2 separate regions of the Mus musculus genome follow, and region 2 is linked to region 1. The links are chromatin contacts, called in public Hi-C maps. All regions are on one chromosome and are shown on one strand. Each heading gives the region's core, a stretch centred on a gene start, on an enhancer-like site or on the middle of the called end of the contact. The rest is flanking DNA. Distances are from core to core; before and after follow the strand shown.

Evidence for each region. Hi-C and Micro-C count contacts between places; a contact is called where the count stands out from the background.
Region 2: a Hi-C map of CD8 T cells shows a contact between it and region 1, with 3 times the contacts expected there. The contact joins the promoter of Stx1a here to the promoter of Hip1 in region 1. A contact is called at or near these places in 1 of 39 promoter capture datasets (cranial neural crest), 4 of 484 Hi-C or Micro-C datasets (CD4 T cells, CD8 T cells, Th1 cells and 1 more) and 1 of 115 datasets of contacts at active chromatin or transcription factors (pancreatic cancer cells).

What each region holds. Positions count from the first base shown.
Region 1 is chr5:135,543,618-135,548,124 of GRCm38.p6, forward strand. It overlaps Hip1 (huntingtin interacting protein 1), which reads right to left and starts at 1,505. Exons shown (of 31, transcript NM_146001.2): 1 at 1,320-1,505. The coding sequence starts at 1,439.
Region 2 is chr5:135,021,108-135,025,639 of GRCm38.p6, forward strand. Stx1a (syntaxin 1A (brain)) reads left to right here and starts at 2,375. Exons shown (of 10, transcript NM_016801.4): 1 at 2,375-2,503. The coding sequence starts at 2,474.

The DNA of each region.
Region 1 (4,507 bases), core at 255-2,754:
TTTGGCAACAACGCCCAAGGTTCAAAAGATCTGAGAAATTTAAAAAGCTCCAAACTCTATAGACATTGAGAGGTAAGTGGACGGTGGTCTCTCTTTCCCCTCCCGGGGTACAACTACCCCATTTCCCCCCTCAGACACAAGAAGTGGACCCAGGGGTCTCAGAAACAAGAGGTGGTGTAAAGTCCCCTGGGGTGAAAAGGCTTTCTTCCGAGCAAGGTCCATTTATAGAACACACAGGCCCTCCCTATCTCTTCCATCTTTCCTACTCACAGAACACGACAGGGGACCTGCCTCTGGCTGAAGTCAACTCAGATCTTCAAAGTAGAACTCGGAGAGCCAGAGTAGAAGAAATCTACCGGCCCGGCATCCGCAGTGGGATCCGAGGAGTTGTACTCTCAGAAACAGATTTTACATACAGATGAACTGATGACTACACACCCCGAGCCTCACAACTTGATTCAGTCCGATCAATACAGCATGCATAAAAGCCTGAGGTAAAACTGGATAGTGGCTTTTTGTTGATAACTGCGGTGGAATTTTGGCCATCTGCCCTGGTCAGACCAGACAAATAAGGCAGGCGGTCTGCTTATTAGCTGTCAGGCATATTTTGGAGGGTGAAAGCAAAACCTCAAATCAGGAGTCTGAGTATCACTGGACAGCTTATGCCGGCACGCAAAGCTCTGACAATCCAAGCGCCTCAATTCCTACCCCAGGCTGCGCGTCCCCGTTCCTCCAAACCCCCGGGCCATTTTACAAGTTGGACCACACTTCACATTTCTTACGGTCCTTCCCATCACTCAGACCCCTTTGGCCCAGCCTCTGAGGCCAACAGCTGGGGCTGCTGAGAGCCAAGTTAGAGGCACCGTTGAGCGAGATGCTGGGAAGTGTAGGGAGAGTCAATACTAAAGTAAGGCGACCAGAGCCACCCTTCACACCCCCACCTTGGCGTTCCCACACTTGGCAAAAACCAAGCGACTTCCAAGTGCTTCCCCTATCCAGGAGCACCCTTCCGTCAGTCCCCTTTCAACTCCCTTTAGCCTCCCTTGTGACCCCTGATGGTGCTCACTGAGACCGTCCCCTCAGCCGCAGGAATCTGCAGTTCCCCAGAGTGCACCCCGACCCCTATGCCAGTGGAGATGCCCAGGTAGATCCCGAACCTCCCTGGGACCCGCCTAGTTCCCTACCCCAAAATGATTCCGATCGCAGCCACCTTGCCTAATTCCTTCCCGAGTCTGCAAGTCCCACTCCCTTCCAAGCCTCTCTTGCACCCTGCATCACTCCAAGTGCCCCAGGGATGCCCCAGGGTTCTCGAATCTCACCTGAGTCCGCTCGAAGCTCTCGCGCTCCGCAGCCTCCATCCCAGCACCAACTCCGCGGCGGCTCAACACTTTGGGCAGCGGGTTGGATACCTGCTTCATGGAGCTGGCCATTCGGTCCATGTTGTCTGGGTGAACAGAGTCAGGGGCCCTCGGCCGCCCCGGGATCCCCGCGGAGCCTCCCGCCCCTCCCTACCCGCGGGGATCCGGCGCTAACGGGGACAGATTCCGTCTTCCATTGGTTGACAGCGCTGTCCATCTCCCTCAGAACCCACCCCATGTTTCCAAGAGGCTTTTCCCCACACCCCTCTTCCCACTTCGGAGGCGCTCCGCTCACTTCACCCGCTGCCCGCCTCAGGGCGGTCCGCATACTATGACTGGTCTGAAGGTTTGTCCATTATCATTAGTGGGCAGGACCTGGTGGGCTGCTGTCCTAACCTGCCCCCTAGGCTCCGCCCCATAATCGATGCACCGCCTTCCAGGCCTCTACATGCACTGTCATTGGTCTGAAGACTTATCTGTCAACAGGCTGGCTTGATGGGCTGCCCTAACCTTTTCTTGTTGGCTCCACCCTACATCCGTCACTCTTCCTTTGTTCCCACCCCCCAGGACCATAAAAGCACTATGATTGCTCTGAAGGCTTGTCCGTCATGCTAGTGGGTGGGGCCTGGCTGCCACAGACCAGCCCTTGCTGACTCCACCCTACTTCGAAGCGCCACCTCCTGGGCCCTTCTCTGCTGCGGGTTTCTGAGCAGTAGGACCTGCGGTCCAGCCGGCGCCACGAGTTCCCGAGGGGATGGAAAGGCAGATCAAGGGAAGCATGGCTGCACACCATGCTTCACCGGCTTGCTGGGGAACTCTGCGTCAGTGTGGACCCGCGATGGCGGCCTTAGTGGTCCTCGAAGTCCCCTCCTCGTGCATTCCTTTCTGCCCGTTCTGGAGGACCGTTCTGGAGGGTCCCCAAATACTGGCCTGTGATTGCGAGGATCTCCCCAGAGCTTTCCAAACTTTGCTTCGTTCTCACCTTATCTCGGTAGAAACCCCAACAGATGCTCTTTGTTCAACTATGGTAGGGTCCACTCCTCCCATCCTGTTCTGGGAGCACCTACAGACTGGGAAGTGCTCCTCAGCAAAGAAAAAAGTTACAGGTTCTTCACTAACAGAACTAGTGGCACCGTTAAGCATTAAGCAATTTGATGGTGCTATCCATCTAGCTCTGCAATAGAAGCCAGTACAAGTCTCACTTGTACTAGGCAATGTTTTAATTAATGACAATATCAAACTCACTATGTCGCTGAGTCCCTTGAATCCCTGAGCCTCTTGCCTCTTCCATTCAACTGTTAGGATTATAGGCGTGGGCCTCTAGGCTTGACTTTCCTTTAACGTTTTACACACATTTTGTACCTGTGTGTATGTGTGGGACTGTGTTCATACGGCAGCACTCTGTGGAGGTCAGAAAGCAAATTAGATTCTGTTCTCTACCGTGTGGACCCCAGGATCTGACTTGAGTGATAGGCTTAGTGTAGCAACCTACCCACTGAGTGGTCACACCAGGGATGCTCTTTAAAAACAGTGTTTCAAGACGGGTGGTGATGGTCCACAGCCTTAGTCTCAGCACTCAAGAGGCAGAGGCAGATGGATCTCTGAGTTCAAGGCCAGCCTTGTCTATAGAGTGAGTTCCAGGACAGCCAGTACTGCACACACATGCACACCTACATGCACAAAGATAATATTTCACTAAAAAGTTGAGATTGGCTTTGAACTCCCAGAAATCCTGCCTCAGCCTCTTGAATGCTAGGATTACAGGCATATACCTGTATACAGACTACCCACAGACACCCTCCCCCCAGCCTCCCACACTGAAAGAGATGCGGTTTGCAGGTGTGTCGCACCGTGTGCAAGCACATTCGTGCACCTGTGCACATGGAGATCTGAGGCCGATGTCAGGGGTCATCATCACTCTTGAATCTCGCATTGACTTAGGGTCTCATGGAACTCAGGGTTTGTTGATATGGCTAGCCACACTAGCCTGTTGGCTCTGAAGAGTCTCTGTCTCCCACTTCAGAGGCTGGAATTTCTAGGCGGGCCACACAAACCAGCTGGCCTAGGGTCCCGACTGTGGCGATGTGCACACACACCCTTGCTCGGCAATGGCTTTCACTACTGTGCCATCATCAGAAGAGGAGTTTAATTCGAAGCGGCCAATGACTTTTTCTAAATTAAAGCCTGGGTGAAAGTTCACATTTGATAGAGGCATAAAAGAGGAGTGAGCATTTGCAAGCACCAAGAAGGCTTTTGCTGGGCACAGTGGCATTGTGGGCACCAAGTTACAAAGCCTAGATGAAAGTGGTCCGAGGGAGTAGGAGCAAAAGTAGATTAGAATCTTAGTTAGGGCTCCTATTGCTGTGATAAAACACCATGACCAAAAGCAAGCTGGGGAGGAGAGGGTTTATTTAGCTTACACTTCCACATTGTAGTCCATCAGTGAAGGAAGTCAGGGCAGGAACTCAAAAGGGACAGAAGCCTGGAGGCAGGAGCTGATGCAGAGGCCTGAGTGGCTTGCTCCTCACTGTCTGCTCAGCCTGCTTTTCAGTAGACACTGGGACAAGTAGCCCCATCCACAATGGGCTGGGCCCTCCCTGCCATCAGTCACTAATTAATACCCTACAGTTGAATCTTCTGGAGAAGTTGCATTTTCTCAATCGAGGTTCCCTCCTTTCAGATGACCCTAGCTTGTGTCAGGTTGACATAAAACTAGCCAGGACAGCTGGGGAGACTCTAGAACAGAAGAGGAGAAAGCTCTGCCTCTTAAGGAGTCATGTGAGTAAGCTTGTGCCAAGGGGATGTGGGAAGAGGGGCTTCACAGGTCCAGAGTGATAGGAGGATTAGCCGGAGACTGTATTTATTTAAGGGGATGATCTATAAATTGCGTTCTAGGGGGAAGGAATGTGTAGTGTGTTTTGGCACTGTGTGTTGGGGTGGTATGTGTGTGTGTGATATGTGTGTTGGGGGTGGTGGTGGTGTGTGTGTGTGTGATATGTGTGGAGGTGCCTGCAGAAGCCAGATGGGGTGTCAGATTCCTTGGAGTTGTAGATGGTTGTGAGCCACCCTCTACCAAACTTGGGTCCTCATAACTGCTGAGCCCATCTCTCCAGCCCATCTCTCTTCTGCACATCAGAAGATGGCACTAG
Region 2 (4,532 bases), core at 1,125-3,624, 520 kb before region 1:
GTCCATGGCAATTCTAATAAAACATTCAATTGGGACTGGCTTACAGTTTCAGGGGTTCAGTCCATTATCATCAAGGCGGGAAGCATGGTGGTATGCAGGCAGCAGTGATGCTGGAAAAGGAGCTGAGAGATCCACATCTTGATCCACAGGCAGTAGACGGAGACCGTGAACCTCCCGGGGCATAGTTTGAGCATGTATAACCTCAAGGCCCACTCCCACAGTGACACACTTCCTCCAACAAGGCTACCCCTCCCTGTGGATCTGTGGGGACCATTCCCATTCAGACCACTGTGGGGAGGGGGTAGCTTGAGGGAGCATCTATTCACCTGGAAGAAACCCCTCACCAATGGGAGTAAGGCCAATAGACTCATTGGTAGCCCACGGTGAAGTCTGGTTGCAATATGCCTACCTGGTTTGTTTGGGGACCTTGGAGTAGGGGAACAATACAGAGGGAGGAAGATCAGGGATTCAAGGTCATCTTCAGGTACATAGCAAGTTTGAGGCCAGCTTGTGTGTGTGTGTATGAGAGAGAGAGAGAGAGAGAGAGAGAGAGAGAGAGAGAGAGAGCTCATTGAGTAAAGGCACTTGCTGCTAAGCCTAAGGACTTGGATTGGTCTCTGGGACACACAAGGCAGAAGCAGAGAACTGACTCCAGCAAGTTGTCCTGACCTCTCTGTGTAAGCCGTGGCATTCTCATGCACACAAATAAATGATGTAACAAATATTAAAAATAAAATATAGCATAATGTTGATGTCTAGACAACCGGAAAGGCTATGGCTCTCTCCCGTGCCAGGACACATTTGTCTCCTGTCAGATTTTTCTAGGGACGGAGGGGAGGCTGAGCCCGTGTCCCAGCGTGCCTGTCAGCCAGCCATCTAACCTGCACTGAAAGTCTGGGAGAGGTGCCAGGGCCAGACACACTGGGCAGCAGGAGGCTGGATCCAATCCAGAACCGTGCCTTGGTAACTCTAGTGTACAAGGAGGTGTGGGTGTGCTTGGCTTGGGGTCAAGAAAGCCTGAGACCACTTGTGTGTGTGTGTGTCTGTGTGTGTGTGTGTGTGTGTACTCTGTAACAAGATGCTGGCAGGAAGCTAAAAGGTACATGTCTGCCAACCGGCAGGCTCTTCACGTTGCTCTACAGGGACCAGCATACCGTTCACGTTGCTCTGCAGGGACCACTGAGATCTTTCCACTGGGCCTAGGTTTGAACAGCCTACAGCTTCCACACAGGAAATAAGACGTCAGGCCTGGCATTTGAACTCCGGGCTGGAGGCATGGAGGGGTGGGGGTGGCAAGCTTTTTTTTTTTTTCCTTTTAAATATCTTAAACATTTCATTTATTTGTTTGTGTATGTATGTATGTATGTATGTATGTATGTATGTATGTATGTATGTATTGTGTGTAAAGAGAAAGGCAGTCAAATTGAATCGAACAGGTGAGCTGAGAAACTCTGGGGAGAGTAAAGAGGCAGCAACCCGGTCTGGAGACAGGGGGGTGCTCAGAAAGGTGGGAAGGTTTAGAATTGACCACTACAGAGAGGGCTTTATTTTACTTTATATTCACTTGGCCATGTGCCTCCTGCCTCCATCGTGTGGTTGCATATATGTGAAGCACGGAGCTCACTCATGTGGCGGTCAGAGGACAATTTACAGAATCCAATGCTCTTCTTCAGTCACGTGGGGCCCAGGGCTAGAACTCCAATCGTTTGTTTGTTTGTTTGTTTGTTATTTTTCAAGACAGAGTTTCTCTGCGTACCTTTGGCTGTCCTGGAACTTGCTCTGTAGGTCAGGCTGGCCTTGAACTCAGAGATCTGCCTACTAGGATTAAAGACATGTGCTATCATCACCCCGCTGGAACTCAGATCTTTAAGCTTAGTGGCAAGCATCTTTACCTGTTCAGCCATCTCAGGACAGGATGGGTGGTTGGAGGGGGTTGCCGGGGGTCGGTTCAAGAAGGGATTTTCAAACCTGGCATTGAGGCTCATGTCTGCAAAACCTGTACTCCTGTGGCTGAGGTAGGAGCAGGTGTTCAAGGCTAGCCTGGGCTACACAGTGAGACTATCATTGAACAAAGTGGAAAGGGTTCCACTCCAGCAAATCCAGGGGAAAGGAAGGACTCTAAGAGTCAGAATCCAGGGTCTATCTAGATAATGGGTGGCTGAGCAGAGGTGGGGGCTGGGGCAGAGAAGGGCCAAGGAGTTGGAGCTGCATCTAGACAGAGATCACTAGTTGACGAGGGGAGGAACCAGGTCCCGAGGGCTGGGTTTGTACCCCTTTGCGCTCCCCGTAGGCGGAGCCCTGGGCGGGATATATCCGGGCGTGGAAGCATGATGGGCGTGGCCAGCTGGGGTTGGGCTTGGGGGTCCCAGGGACTGGGGCGGGGCGCGGGCTGGCGCTGCGCAGCCGCGGGGCGGCATCCGCGCATGCGGGACTTACTCGGTTGCAGCCGGCGCCTACTGCCACTCCCGGGAGCATGAAGGACCGAACCCAGGAGCTCCGCACGGTGAGTCCGATCCTCGTGCGCCGCTCACCCGGCGTCTTGTAATTCTCCACTTTGTTCCGGCATGCCACCGAGGCACCTACAAGGGGACGGAGGGAGCCTTGCAAAGCTGAGGGACCCTCGAACCCCCATGGGAGTCCCACCCCTCCGATCTACTTCTGGTCACGGACTCGAGCCCTTCAGCACCGGGACTGATGGCTAGAACCTGGGGTTTTGAGGAACTTTTCAGGGCGTTCCTGTTTGGGGCGATTTGGAGGGCTGTTAAGGGGTTTCGGTGGCGGGATGCAAAATCGTGACCGTTCTTCGCCCGCTTGTCACCGTCCTTGCACTGTCCCCTGGAGGCTGAACCTCTCGTTTCCTTCCCACCCCCCTGCCCAGAGTTCCCCTCCCAACCCCATCCTTGGGCGCGCTGCGGAAACGAGGCCGCCGGGTGGGGGTGGCCTCTGCGGGAGCCGTCTCTTGGGGCTCCCCATCACCTGTGGCTCCCATCACCTGTGGCTCCCGATCCACCCTGGTCGCTTTAGGGATACCCGGCTTGCTCTGGATTAAAGGACTCAACCATATCTACCCTTGGTCCACCTTTGGGCTTCCAGGCAACCCAGGCTGTCATTTCCCAGACCCTTCCCGGATTGCCAGGTCTAACTGCGACCTGGATCTATTTTCCTACCTGTGTGAGAGAGGCCTCTGGGGTGTGGCTCTTAGGGCGGGGTTTCGAGATGAGTAGAAGGCAGTAGAAAGGTTCTAAGTCAGAGCCCATGATCCTTCAATCATGAGACCCCACTTTTAACACAGGGGAGTGCCCTTCTCTGGCCTCAGACCCTAGAGGGACAGAAATTAAGCTCTCCCGTGAGAGGGTTAAATAAGGGCGCCACATCAGATTGTCATATCTGATTCCTCAGCAAACCCCACCCGTTGATTTCTGGGTGTCCCCCCAAGCTGGGTGGCGTCCTAGATCCCTCTCATCTTGTGCCCCACTTACAGCCCTTCATAGAAAGTTTTGTTTTGGGGCTTTTGACCTAATGGCTGTGATTTCTGCCTAGCTTCTCCATCTGTGCCTGGATCCCTCTACCATAATACCAGCCATATCTATGCTCTCCAGTCTAGCCTTCATCCTGTTCCTGACCTGCAAGCGACCCCCACATGCCTTCAGACCTGTATTATTCCTGGCTGGATGCCCAGTGCCTCATCTATTTCAAAGGAAACAGACAGCCTTTCAAGTCATATATAGTGTTTAAACACTTCCCCACCCGCCCCTTGTCGTTGCCCTCAAGTTTCCGGTGTTTTTATGTTTTACGGTTTTTTGTTTTTTTTTTTTTTTTATGTAAAATCCTTCTCTGTACCCCAGGGTGGCTTGGAACTATATAGTCTCATTGGGTCTTAAACTCAAAGCAATCCTCCTGCCTCGACTTCATGAGTGCTGAGATGACAGCACACACTATTGTGTCAGACTGGTGACAGATTGAATCAGATAGCATGTCCAGGTGATAGATGGCAGTGATGTGGTCACCCCAACGTGTGCCCCAACCCGTGTGACTGTCATGATTGTATGAGGAAACCACAAGCCACGAACACAGGCCTTTCCACGTGGTAGCAGCCTTTCGCTTATCAGCCTTCAGCCTCTCTGCTAAAGCTGAAACTGAGGCACAGCAAAAGTGGCCCACTTGTTTGTTGGAGGAGTGGTCAGTTGATCAGGGTCAGACAGCTTGGGTCGTAAAAAGCTTGAACCTAGAGCTATGGCCCCAACACTGTCCTGGGTAGCCCTGCATAGCGATGACAAACTTGACTTCAAACTAACGCTATATGCGTTCTACCCAACCCAGGCATCAAATCCACTAGAGACAGTCCTCTCAGCTATCTGGCCTTGACCGGGGTTGGGAAGGGAGTGGTCCTAGCTGTTCCAAGCATGGCTGGGGTGAAATAGTCTTGGGGGCTGCTGTCATTCTTAGAAATCCCTTGCTCTCCTGGAGTTCCAGTTTGTGAGATGCAAAGAGGACACTCGGAACTAGAAAGGTAGCTCGGCTTGTAGACATTT